Linked DNA regions of Dromaius novaehollandiae: region 1 is linked to region 2. Evidence: chromatin contacts called from public Hi-C data. All regions are on one chromosome and are shown on one strand. The core of a region is the stretch at or near the end of the contact, and the rest is flanking DNA. Distances in the headings are between cores, read along the strand shown. Region 1 has its middle 200 kb from the start of MID1IP1. Region 2 has its middle 180 kb from the start of BCOR.

The links. A called contact is a pair of places that touch in the nucleus more often than the background predicts.
Region 1: a contact with region 2 is called in a Hi-C map of brain, with 2.3 times the contacts expected there. The contact joins two enhancer-like sites. A contact is called at or near these places in 2 of 4 Hi-C or Micro-C datasets (brain and liver).

What each region holds. Positions count from the first base shown.
Region 1 is chr1:125,762,690-125,768,858 of bDroNov1.hap1, forward strand. No RefSeq gene overlaps it. Among named protein-coding and RNA genes, the nearest start is that of MID1IP1, 200 kb to the right of the region's middle. Within about 2 kb of position 1,577, at least 1 of the 2 cell types and tissues checked has open chromatin away from gene starts, as enhancers often do.
Region 2 is chr1:125,666,143-125,672,245 of bDroNov1.hap1, forward strand. No RefSeq gene overlaps it. Among named protein-coding and RNA genes, the nearest start is that of BCOR, 180 kb to the left of the region's middle. Within about 2 kb of position 2,314, at least 1 of the 2 cell types and tissues checked has open chromatin away from gene starts, as enhancers often do.

The DNA.
Region 1 (6,169 bases), core at 327-2,826, 96 kb after region 2:
TTTTTTTCTAAAAATGTTGGCGTGTTGTGTTGCCATGGGTATTGTATTCATATGAATGAGCTCAAAGTGCCCTGCTACCTGTGTCTGTGTTGAACTGTGTGCGTCATTATAGATGGCTGTTGCATTAAATCCAGAAGGATTGCCTTCTGTTTGTGCAGAAACAAGGCTTTCTTCTATTGTTATACAACACAAAGTGATTATTGTATAAAGCAGGCTCATCTGAGATGCGTTTTGGTACACAGGAGGGGTTTTTTGGCTGTCGCGCATTTTCTTTTCTGGAGACTCCTGTAAACGGGTGAGCCAGACTGCCCTGATTCCCGTTAGCTCCAGCCCTGATCTTTTCCAGAAACACCGCCGAGCCCTGCAGAAGTGTTTCTGAGCTCGCAGCATACCCACTCCACCCTGCACTTCAGCTTATGGGGTATGGTGGGTATGTGGTTTACGGGTTTCTTTACTGAACTGGCGTGTGCTCGACTGACACGCATAAGCGTTTACACAGCTTGACACCGACGGAGGCCTGGCCAGAGCTGCAGAAAAATCCTTTGCTGGAGTCCTGCTTTTCTTTCTCTGCAGTGCTCTTTGCCATAATGGCAAATCGTATCTCAGTGGTAGGCCTGTGGTAACCAAACCAAAGCCTAATTTTTACTTTAGCCACAAGAAAGGATGCTTGTATTTCTAGCAAGGATTGAAAGAGATCAAAAATGACACTCTGAAAGCTTTGTGGGGTCTCTTGTGAAATGACTAGATGGTTTCAGGCTGCTTCTTCGTGGAGAGTTTTTATTTGTAAGCCAGCTATACATCGGATAGGCTTGGTAGGTCCTGAACGGACATGAAGGCTAAATGCTTCTCCAGCGTGCTTGAGGAATCCACATCCAGTAACCACCAAAGGCTGTTTTCCACTGGCCTTCACTCTGTTCTGTGATGACTAAATTGGTGGACTCTTGGATTTTGCCAGGATCTTTCGGCTGAGTCCCATCCTGGCACGAGGACATGAAGCAAATAGTCATTACTCCTTCTCTGCTTTCCACACCTTGGTTTCTACGCAAAAGTTGATGCCTGTGGGTCAAGGGGAGATAGCAGATCCTAGGATCAGGTCCCTGCCTGAGTCAGCAGGACCCTGAGGCAGGACCAGCCTCAACACAGGCTGAGAGGATCAATCCCCCATTCCTGTGGGCTGGCACTTGCAAACACAACAAAACCTGTTTAACTTTGAGAGAAAGCCTAGGTGGAAATTTTTGCTGGTTAAACACAAATCTGTCACCATTTGCTTTCTAGGGAGAATTTACAGACGTGGACGGGGCCTAAAACTGGGGCAAAAATCACTTCAGCATGTGTAAAAGTGTAAGGTTTCTCTTAGCCAGGCACACTGAGGCCTTCTTTTCCATTCCCTCTGCTGGGTCTCTTGCCAGGCTGGTGCAAAGCCAAAAGCAAGAAAAGGCTGAAATTAAAAGGGAATTTGGATGCTTAGTCAAAGCTTATCTGAACTCCGTTGGTTTGCAGAGCAGGGCTGCGCAGCCAGCTCTTGCGAGGCTTCTTATGAAACGCTGGCTATTTCTTGCTGTTTTTTCCAGCCTTCCCAGCTGTGAGCTGAGCTCCTCGCGCAAGTCTGGCACAGATCCAGCTGGAAGCCAGCAGCGCTGAACCGCCTCCGCACGAAGCAAAACAGGCTGGGGGAAGCGGAGCAGGGGCAGGAAAGGGACTGGACTTGCTGGAGGCGGCTGGATTTAAATGCCTGGAGTGCCTTTACCTGGCGCTGGGGTTGCAGTTTTGGTGGGGAAAGACGGTTGCTCACGCGGACCTCACTTGAGTGAGGACAGAGAAAGGCTGAGACAGGTCACTATAGCCTTATACACTGCAACAGCCCCCACGGGCTCCTCTGAAATTATTAGCAATGACAAACCTCCCATGCGAGATTTGAAAAATGGAGCCCTGGAAAATCCTGGAAACACATGCCTCTGGATTTGGGGGGAGCTGGTGCGAATGTGGAATCTAACCCTGATCCAAGTCCACACCTAGGGAGGGATGAATGTATGTGCTTAGGATGTGCTGGTTACAGTCTAGTTGTTAATGTGGCCCCTTTCTTCCAAATGGAGAGATCCTTGGCTATTGCAGAGCAGGAGGGTTTGAAAATGGATTATTATATATCGGACATAGCAGCAGCTGGAACCCTTCGTGGTACATGGCAGCGCAGGTGAATATTCCTATCTGAAAGCATAGCTTCTGACGATTCATCAGTAACAGCGTATTTTCTGACATCGCCCAAACATTCATGCTGGAACAGCTTCATAGCAAGACTCTGCTTTCTCTGCAGAAGCCCAGATATACAGCAACAGCTCCCAGAACGGCAAATTTGCCTTGCTCTTCCTTTAATTACTTCACTGCTTAAGGAAAAGAAAAACTGACACACTTTTCTTGCAAGTGGAGATTAAGCAGAAATTCAGCTCCAGCTCTGAACAGCGTACCTTCCAGCTTTGATTTTAAACAAACAACAACCAAAAATCCCTGATGCCTGGAGTCAGCAACTTCAGACCACATGGAGGTTCCCATGTCGCTAGCCTGATTTTCAAAGGTGATGAGCTGCAGCGGGCCCCCTAACCCTGGCAGAAATTGCCTGTATCAGAATAAATAGATAAATAAATAAATAAAAGAGTCAGTACAGACACTGGACCCCAAGCCTTGGCTTCTGTTGCAGCTTTTTCTTAGCAACCTATCCAGCAGATCTGTGTGTATGATCAGCATTTTGGGTCGGAGCTGGAGCTGCAAGTGACTACAGACAGACCAGGCTTGCCGGGCGCTTGGTCCGAGCTGGCTCAGAGGCTGACGCAGAGGCCAGATCCCCCACATGTCTGGAGCTGGACCCCAGCTGACATGGGGCTACCTGACTTCTGGACCGGACACAGCTTGTGTCGAGCCAGCTGGAGTGGCTGGAGAAGACGGGGGTCTGTCTGCACCTACCTTCACAGCTGTGCCCTGAAAGGCTGCCATAGACCAATATGGTTTACCTTGCAGGGGTGCATCTTTGTCAGGTCGCCCCCCCCCCCCCGCCCCCCGATCACTGCGCTTTTCAGGTTCATCTGGAGATCAAGAGAAAAAGGTTCTGCTCCTTAAATCCAGAAACAGTGCTAGATTCAAAAAGGAACAAAAGATATGTCTCTACTGCTTTCACCAGAAAGGTGTAAGGACACCCCAAATACTTCAGGAAATAAAAACAGTGCACTAAGGCACATAGTAAAAAATATTAGAGGAGCAGGGGTTCATTTGTTCATTTGCTGTGGAAAGGGACTAAAACACGATATTTCACCTTGCAGGACACTGTCCAGCTATTAGCCAGCAGGGCATCCTGGAGGGATGGGGGGTCACGGTCTCCCCCTCACCTGCTCCTTTATAAATAATGACATCGCCGCAGAGTTGGGGGAAACCATGAGGAATGCCACAGTCTCGGGGGAGAACATCCGCTTGGAAAGGCGGAGTCCCCACACCAAGGAATACTTAATGCGCCAGCATTAGCTAATCACTGATTTATATTTAACCACTTGGAGGGCATAGTATATATGTGCATTTGTGCTCCTTCTCTGCTTGGAGTATGGTGTTTGAGTACCCTAGTGAATGGTGCTTGAATTCCTCTTCTCCACACAAATACTTCTTTTTGGAAATCATATATGAAACAATTAGATATTAATGAATTTTTCAAAACAATTTCTCAGTATTGTTTCCTGCCAAAACTGTTTTCCAGTTTAAATCTCAACTGCGCTGAATAGTCTTGGCTTCCTAGAAACTGCATTTCTCCGTGAATAAATAATTTTCTAGTTCTGCCTCCTTCAGATCTTATGTCCCGTGGTATGCTTGGAATATCTCTGCAGAGGTGCACAGCACCATTTTCCATACAGTTCTGCACTCATTTTCTTTTTAGTTTGTAATAAGCAGTTGCACAAAACTAGTGCCTGAGCACAAGGGACACGAATGTCCCTTAGCATCCTTCCTGGGACTCCACGTCGCTCTGATCTGGGCCACCAGCTTCTGACCACGGGAATAGTCACTGGCTCTTGGTGCATATGATGCTTACTGCTACAGACAGTGCTCTCAGCGCAGGCGAAGGCCACCTCCCTCGTCCACCCCGTCACACTCCCCTCCTCCTCCTGATTAGAGATGTCGTCTGTGCAATAGTGCCAGTCTCCTGACAGTGTGGGAAACTGGAATACAGATGTTCCTCTTGATCCAAGCCTCGTACTTGGCATCACAGTGCATTATGCTCCATCCCAGACGTGCTGCTGGGCCAAAACACACACAAACAATTTTATTTTTAATCCAGATCTTTTCATAGCAGTCTAAATTTTGTAATTCCTACTCCTTCGTTTCCCCCTCCCTCCTCCTCCTTTTTTTGATGGCAGTGCGCTCTCAGGTTACATCCAGCCCTGGGTGTATCTCAATATGTAACTCCGACTCTATTTTTACACCTCTTCTTTGCTCAGCCGCTCACTCTGTGGTTTTCAATGTTGTAGGCAAACGAGAAGAAACACCTCTTGCAGCCCAGAGTCACATACGCAGCAAACAGTTCCCAAACCGCGGCCTGGGGCTGCCTCACCTGCTCTGCTTGCGTGACACTGCCCCAGCAGCTCGCATCTGGTCACTGAGGGCTTTTCCCTCCACACGCAGTCCTGTCGCCCTCCGGTCGAGTCAACTGTTTCATCGCTGTCTCCCCAGCTCTGTTGGAGCCCTCGCTTCCCTCTGCCTCCTGCACCCTGGCACGGAGACGCTGGGGCTCCCTCCTGCCAAACTGCCCTTTGCTCTTCCCCAGAAACGAGTCTCGCTCCATGTGACTGCCCCGGGGGCTGCTTTTCTTTGGCAGGTTTGTGCTCCTCTCCTCTGCAGATGTCCTCTCGTTGTTGTTGCTGTCGTTGTGGCAAAAGCAGAGGGACAAAAGGCCAGGCACCCTCTCCAGGGCTGCGGCACCGAAGAGAGAGCCACGTTAGCAAAGACATCAGGGTTTTTTTTTTATCGTTTCTATCCACTCTTCCCACGCTTCTTGAATTATCCTTCCTGCCTAGCAGTCGCAGTCACAGCAGAGAGCCACGGAGGACACAGATAAGTATGCACATTGTTAGTCCTCCATCAAATCCCAAGGTATTTAAGCATTTGCCACCTTTTGGGATACCTAGGATCAGCATCCTCTCTTGACTTCTGTGATGCTATTTCTGCCCGTCTGGCTGCTTATCCAAATCCTGTGTCTCAATGTCAAGCTGCAGTTTCTGGCTGCACACGCAAGGGGCACCCTGCCCTCACAAGCCAGGAGCTGGCTGGGAAGTAGGGGCCAGAGAGCAAACAGTTCAAGCAGCCCTCAGTAGAGAAAATCAGGCTGCTACGAGTAAAAAGCAGGAACCAGAGCCTGCCCTTTGGCTGCACCAGCAGAAACCCTTTTATGTAATTCCAGATATACTGTTGTTGAGCTGATGACTCTAAAGCACTCTGCACAGAGCAGAAAAAAAATGGCAACTGCAATGTAATTAATGCTGTAACAACTTGTTTCCCCCTTGGAGAATTATACCATTAGCTGCTTCAATTGTGCATGAAATATAAATTACATTACTCAGAGGCATCATGTCTAAGCAGACACAATCCTAAGTGACATGGCTTGCCACAGTGTATCATGCTCCCTGGTCAAAATTAACAGAAGCCCAGTTGCCTGAGGCTAGCAGATATTCATTCAGATATCAAAGTTATAACCAGGGTAGTTCAACTGCCTCCCTGCCTCAGGGAATTTCTCAGTGGAAAGCAACCAGGCTCTATCGTCCGCTTAGAGCCACTCACAGGTTTGAAAAACGCTGGCATCCCCCTGGCAGCTTCCTATTTCGGAGCCCGCCTCTTTAACAATTCAGAAACGTTTTAGCATGACCGTTCTCGTGCCCACATCTCATTTGCACACGTCTGATCTCTTTTTGTCAGCAGGCAAAACCCATTCAGGATCACCGTGCTAAATTTTAAAGCTATTCACAGTACGAGCTTAGAGGGAAGGCTCCAGAAGGATAGCCTTTGCCTTAGTTTGCCTTTCGAAGTGAAGTCATAGACAAATCTCTGTGTTGAAAAGAAATGGAAAAAAAGACAGCCCTGACAGCGAGTCAGAGAAGATCAGCCAATATCTGCAGACACGGGGCCAAATCCAGCAAGGCGCTGT
Region 2 (6,103 bases), core at 1,064-3,563:
GATGCTGCCAATATATCCAGGTATCCTGAGCTGCACTGTCCCTGCTCTTCCTTGCCTTCCTCTCCTCATGCTGCGGACGTAGCCTGGGCAGGGACGGACAAGTATGCTGCACGATGCAGTGCAGGCGTGCAGGCATCTCATAGTGTAATACCGACCAGGTTCGTTTCACTCACTTGGAGACTCGACTGTCAGTTTGAATCCAGGTCTCCAGAGGTGCAAGCCCAGTGTGTCCAGGCACTGCTCCTCCTGCGACTGGCTTAACATATTGCCTGTTTGGACTCTGACCTCTGAGGACGAGGAGGAGGTAGGGTCAGCACCAAGGTGCATTTCTGCAGCACCTTGCCATCCTAAAGGGAGTGGAAGCGCTTCAGAAGTGAAAGTCTGTTTTGACCTGAAGGACTCAAGCCGCTAATAAAATGAGGAGCTGGGAAAGTCATCTGTGTGGACTTTGAAGTGTCATGGTGGCTGCCTATTTAATGCTCTCTGGGGGGCAGATGCATCCCAGAAAGGGCGTTACGGTCCCAGGCTCCCTGACCACTGCCAGGAAGCAGCTAAGACAAGGAGGTCCATGGTGGACGATTTTAAAAGGCACTGTGGGGCCCAGCGTATTAATTGGTGCCAGGTTTTATGGAGCCACAACTTTCAGTGCAAGCACTTGCAGAGACAGCAGGACATATGCAGCTGCTCGCCCCCTGCACCTGGAGGACCCTGAGGGGCAGGTGGAGGGGCACACACCGAGAAGCAGGACCAACAGCGAGCCTGGCGAGCCCAGAGTGTGCCCACAGCCACCTGCCACACCACCAGCCACCAGCTGCCCATGGAGGGGAAGGCTGGGTCTTGGTGTGTTGCGCTGATCTGCACAGGAGGATGGGAGGATTAGGAGAAACACTGGAGCACCTTGGAAAAGGGCAGGCTGTGGCCAGCTGAGGAAATCATTGCGACGTGGCAGATTAATTTGGGAGCAAAGATACAAAAAGCAACCCACTGTAACTTCAAACTTCATCAGCTTTCCCAAGCATCCCTTGAAATGCCAATTAAAATGAGTAGAGGGAGACGAGTCTGCTGACAGGATCACAGCCTCTCCTAAACTGAGTAATAAACATGTAATAGGCATCTATGTTTCCCCATATGCATATTTTCCAGGCTGAGTTGACTGTAAACATTGCAGTTATATGAAACCCACACAGAAGAGGATGCAAACATAAACTAGAAAGAGAAGCAAAGCCTAGTCACAAAGCTGAAACAAAAAAACCCCATGACAGTATTCCATATATAAATAAATAACTGCCTGAAATGAGGGCTAATTAACTTGCAATAAACCAACTTAACCACTTAGGGGCAGCGTTAACACGGAGTTAACATGCAAAACAAACCTGTGTTTTCTCACCTGGTTAATTTAATATGCGCTGTGAATATTCATAGTATATCAAATACTGATACATCGACACACTGAATGATGCAATCTGTCAAACCCAGGAATGCATGATAATAGGAGTAACTCAATTGCTGCTCATACAGTGTTGACTTTGATCACTGGGTGTTTCTAAACACACTTAAAGATATAGGACTTTGCTTCTTTTCCTCTGTAAGGATCATGGAATATGTTTTATACAAATATTAAAACCTAAAAAAAGAGGTAAAAAAGGGCTTCATTTAAAATAAACAGAAAGAATATGAAATAGAAAAAGGCTGTCTTTGAGAAATGCTGCTCTCGGACGCAGGAGCTGAAGAAAACATTTTATCTCCATGGCCACATTCAGTGTCACTTTGCTTTCACACAACACGCTTCTTTCTCTGCTGCACATTCAAAAAAATCCTCGTTCGCTGGATACTTCTGAAACATTTCCCTGCATTATAAAAGAGCCCAGACCTGCTTCAGGTATGTCTACACTCTCTGATCAGAGCAAGTAGATAAAGGAAAGGTGTTTTCTTAGTGTGGCTTGACTAACTTGAGTTAGCTCTGGCAGGTGGGCACAGCAGGAGAAAGACAGTAACCTGGCTTTTTTCAAATGGGGTAGCAGCTTAAATTCAGCCTCTGGTAAAACTCAGCTTATCCTCACCACTATTTTAACCTGAGGTAAGAAGAGCAATTTTCCTCTCCTCTTCCTGCTCCTTCCCCCTGCGGTGACACCCTTGGGGTTTACAGCTCCTGTGTGGGTTCCTAGTGTCCCAGCTCTATCTTTGCAGCCACCAGGTCTTTCTGCCTTTTCTGGCCAGGGCTGTGGGATCTAGAGCGTGCTCTGGCAGTGCTCGGCCCCTGCCACGGTGCACCCGGGTGCCTCCGGCAGCTGTCGAAGCATGCTGAGGCCATGCTCCCGGGGTAATTAATACCAGATCTGTGCACTACCAGATCGCTTGGCAGTGCAGCTCTGATCTGCATCAGGTGCAGGCATGCGATCGCATTTCTGGTGAATTAGCCTGCGTGCACGGTGTGGAATTTATGCTTTATGCTGGCTGAGGAAGGATAGGCAATACCTGATCAGGCAAAAAGCTAGCTTGGTGCAGAGAGACAATATCAGATATGGCACAAAGTTAAAGCAAGGTGGATAAACAATATCTGATCTTGCATAAGAAGCTGCTGGTACAAAGTTGGCTTGTCAGGACTGCTAAAATGAATTCAGACCAGCAGAGTGCCATGTGGCCAAAGCGTTTCTGCTGCGGCACCAGGGAGCCCAGAGCCAAATTTACCTTGTTGAAGAAGGAAGAGACCAGCACCGAAACGCGTCGCCACCCTCACCAGCATACCTTTTGGAGTAAAGACACTGTGACAGATGGGGCTGTGAAGGGCCAGAGGTGTTCCCTATTGCAGATGTGGACCCTGCCTGGCATCACCCAGGCCCCGACAGCTATCGTGGAGCAGATCTGCCATAGCAATGCACTTCCCTCGCGGTGGGGAGGTGGTGCTGGCGGCGCGGTGCCGTGCCGGGGCTGGCGCTGGCTGGCAGGTGAGGTGGAGGAGGAGAGGAGCGCCTGCCATGGCTGCTACTGCCGCTGAGAGAGGGGATTCAGGCACCAGGGCAGCTGCTCTGCCAAAAGCATTAAATCTACTGAAATACGCTCCTGCAAGAAGAGGAGGCAAGCAAGCAATCTGAGTGGAGAGAGAAGCAATGAGCCCACCGTACGGGATCATCCACAGACCCTTCTCCACTGGACTGAAATTTTGCCCTTTAACCCGCCTCAGCTGGATTAAGGAAATCAGCTCTCAGGCACTGGCTTCCTTTGCCTCTAAAATTCAAGTATTGCCCCTTACTTTTTTTGCAGGACAGAGAGCACAGCCAAGGGAGATCCAGTCCCGCAGCTCCTAGGAAATGGAAGGAGAATGGCAGGGTGGAGTCGTCATGCGTTATGCTGAATATTTACCCCTCATGCATGCTATTTTATTTTAAATCTAGCGTGTAATATGCTTTGCATCTAGCATGTTGCTCTTGTGTGTTTTTCCCTTGCCCTGCCTGTGTCTTGCTGGCAGCTGCCATCACGAAACAAAAGGCAGCTGCCAGTTTGAGTGAACATCTCTCTCTTCCCTCTCTTGCTCTCCAGAGCTGATGCAGTACCACTTTGCAGACTGGGTGGCAGGCACTGATGTGAGGGAGCTTTGCAGCCCTCAGGAAGCTTGGGCATGTCATGCCTCAGAGACTCACTGCCAGAGCTCGAAGCTGTATTTAAGCTCTTGAACCTGGCTCAGCAGTAGCCGGGAGAGAATCTGCTGTCACCGTGCCAGCACACCAGCTTGAGCTATCTCCACTGTGGCGACTGCCCGTATCACAGGATTTAACGTTGCTGCTCTTGGCAAAGGTAATGGTTTATTAGATATGACTTAGGTCTTCTGCCCCAAGATGTGTAATCAAATGTAGGGATTCCTACTCCAAACACATGGTATCCCAAAGTCCAACGAAGAAAAGCCTGAAAAAGAGAGATCGAACTGAAGCAGCGCTTGTGAGAAGATCCTTTTTTGTGTCAAATTAAAATACTGCTGGGAAAAAGAAGGAAGAATCCCCAGGACCTGGATGCTCAGGCCAGCTGTGGGCCTCAGATCCTGCTATTCTTTGGCCCATGGGACCAGTCGGCATGCAAGTTACTGCATGTGACGAGGGAGTGCATGTGAAACTCACCTGTGATCCTTTGACTCCTCTTAGGACTGGCCAGCTCCATGATCTAGGAGACTAGAGATCATCTCAGGAACCAGTTCAGCTGTTTTTTCCAGAGGTGGAAAGTATGGGCGAGCTTTTCTTGAGAAGCCTTTAACCTGAGCCACAGTCTGAACTTGCTTTGAGAAAAAAAAGTTGAGATCTTGACTGCCGTGAAGAGCCATGGGCTGGATAATGCCTCTAAGGAAGGAGTGCTGAGAGGGGCAGAAATGAGTTGAAGTTCACTAGAGCTGTGTTCATTGACACATTTTCAGTATTTCTTTATCTCTTTGGGCTATGGTGGGAGGCTGGGGAAGAGGTGAGGCACACAGGGTGGGAAGGTTGTGGGAAACCAAGCAGGACCCCAAGTGACAGTGTGAAAGGAAAAAGCAAAGTAAAGGCAAACCTCAATTCCAGTCAGGAAAGTTAGTAAGTGAGATCTGAAACAGCCCCTCGGGAAAGTCTGGTGTGTGCTGAAGAAGCACACTGAAATAAATTCTCATGCAAGCTGTGTCACTCTGATTGTCAGAGAAGCTGGGCCCTCGCTCCTTTCCTTTGTGGCAATTTTCTTTCAGACAGCTCCTGTTTTTTTCCATAATAGAAATGGCTATCTTCATGTCATTGTAAGCCCTTTTGCTGAAATTATGGGAATATGGGCTTGCTCTAAGGAATAGTTTGGGAAGATCCTGGTTTGACTATTTTGACTGATGATAAAGTCCAAAGCAGACATTGTTTTCCTAAGCTGAGAGCCAAGTGAGGGAAAGAAGCTGCAGAGGACATATCTGGAGTCCCTGAGGAGGTGTCAGGGCAGGGCAGGGGAGAAATCACAAAGGTAGGTGCAAATGTTGTGCTTTTTAAAATCAAAAGGCATGCAAGCTATGCCTTCTAAGTGCAGATGATTTCTTCTAGATTAAGGAGGGCTGCAAATAAACAAAGAATTAAAGTTCATCTTCTTGAGCAAGACAGAGCATCTTGCGTTGATTCACAGTGCTGACTCTTGTCTCTGAGAAAGGTTGATGGGCTTCTTGCATTAAAAGAGTGCAGTGCAGGAAAACAGACATGAGCTGCTCTAACCCCCACACCAGTTGTGCAGTAGATAAAGCATGGCTCTGCTCTGAAAACCTACCTATGTATTTATTTTGAATCCTCTAACACTGATGGGTTAATACAGCTATGACAGAGACAGTGAAAGAGGCAGCTCCCTTCCCTTCGCTACTGTCCTCAGTGGCAGGTAGGGGTCAACAGCTGGGCCAAATTCTGCTCTCCAAATGCCCATCCTTTGCCATTGCTTTGGCTGCTCCTCTCAGCCAGCTAAGGAGCTTTTCTCATCTACCTATTTTCTTAATAGCTTTCCTCTTTTGAGGAGCCCTCTACAGTACCAGTCCTGGGTGCTTGTTCCTCGTCTCCGTGAGCAGTGGCTCCGGTGATCTCCTTGCAGCCAAAGGGGCAGCTGCAGCTGCATGTGCTGGGGGCTGTGTGGGTTCAGCTCAGCGGCTGCACTGCCTCCTGCAGCTGCCCATCCCGCAGCACAACAGCTTGCAGCAGCCCTCATACTGTAGGCAAGGTTACCCTAGACAGACCTGCCAGCATCACCAGGTCTTCCCTGGTTTGGCTTCAGGCCCATCTGCAGCTCCGGTTCCCCTTCCCTAGGCACAGCTCCCTTCTCCAGCACAAATCACACTACTGAGGCAACTAGGTGCTTTGACTAAGAATCCTTATAAAAGGATTCTGAAACATCTTTACAAATGATAAAAAAGAAATAATCCCTTGCCCTGCCCCTTGCCCCTCCATTTTCCAGCCAGACTTTGAGTAAGCTTACCTTGGTTTATCTCGCTGTCCCCAGGCTCCAGTCAGACAGTCCCTGCCTGCTGATGGCAGGGGAAACTGTTCCCATTCACCAGGTGGCAATGGAGGTGGAAAGCACCTTGTCCTCTGCGGTGATCCCAGTCTCTGCTTGATGGCCCTAGTTATTCTGCTTT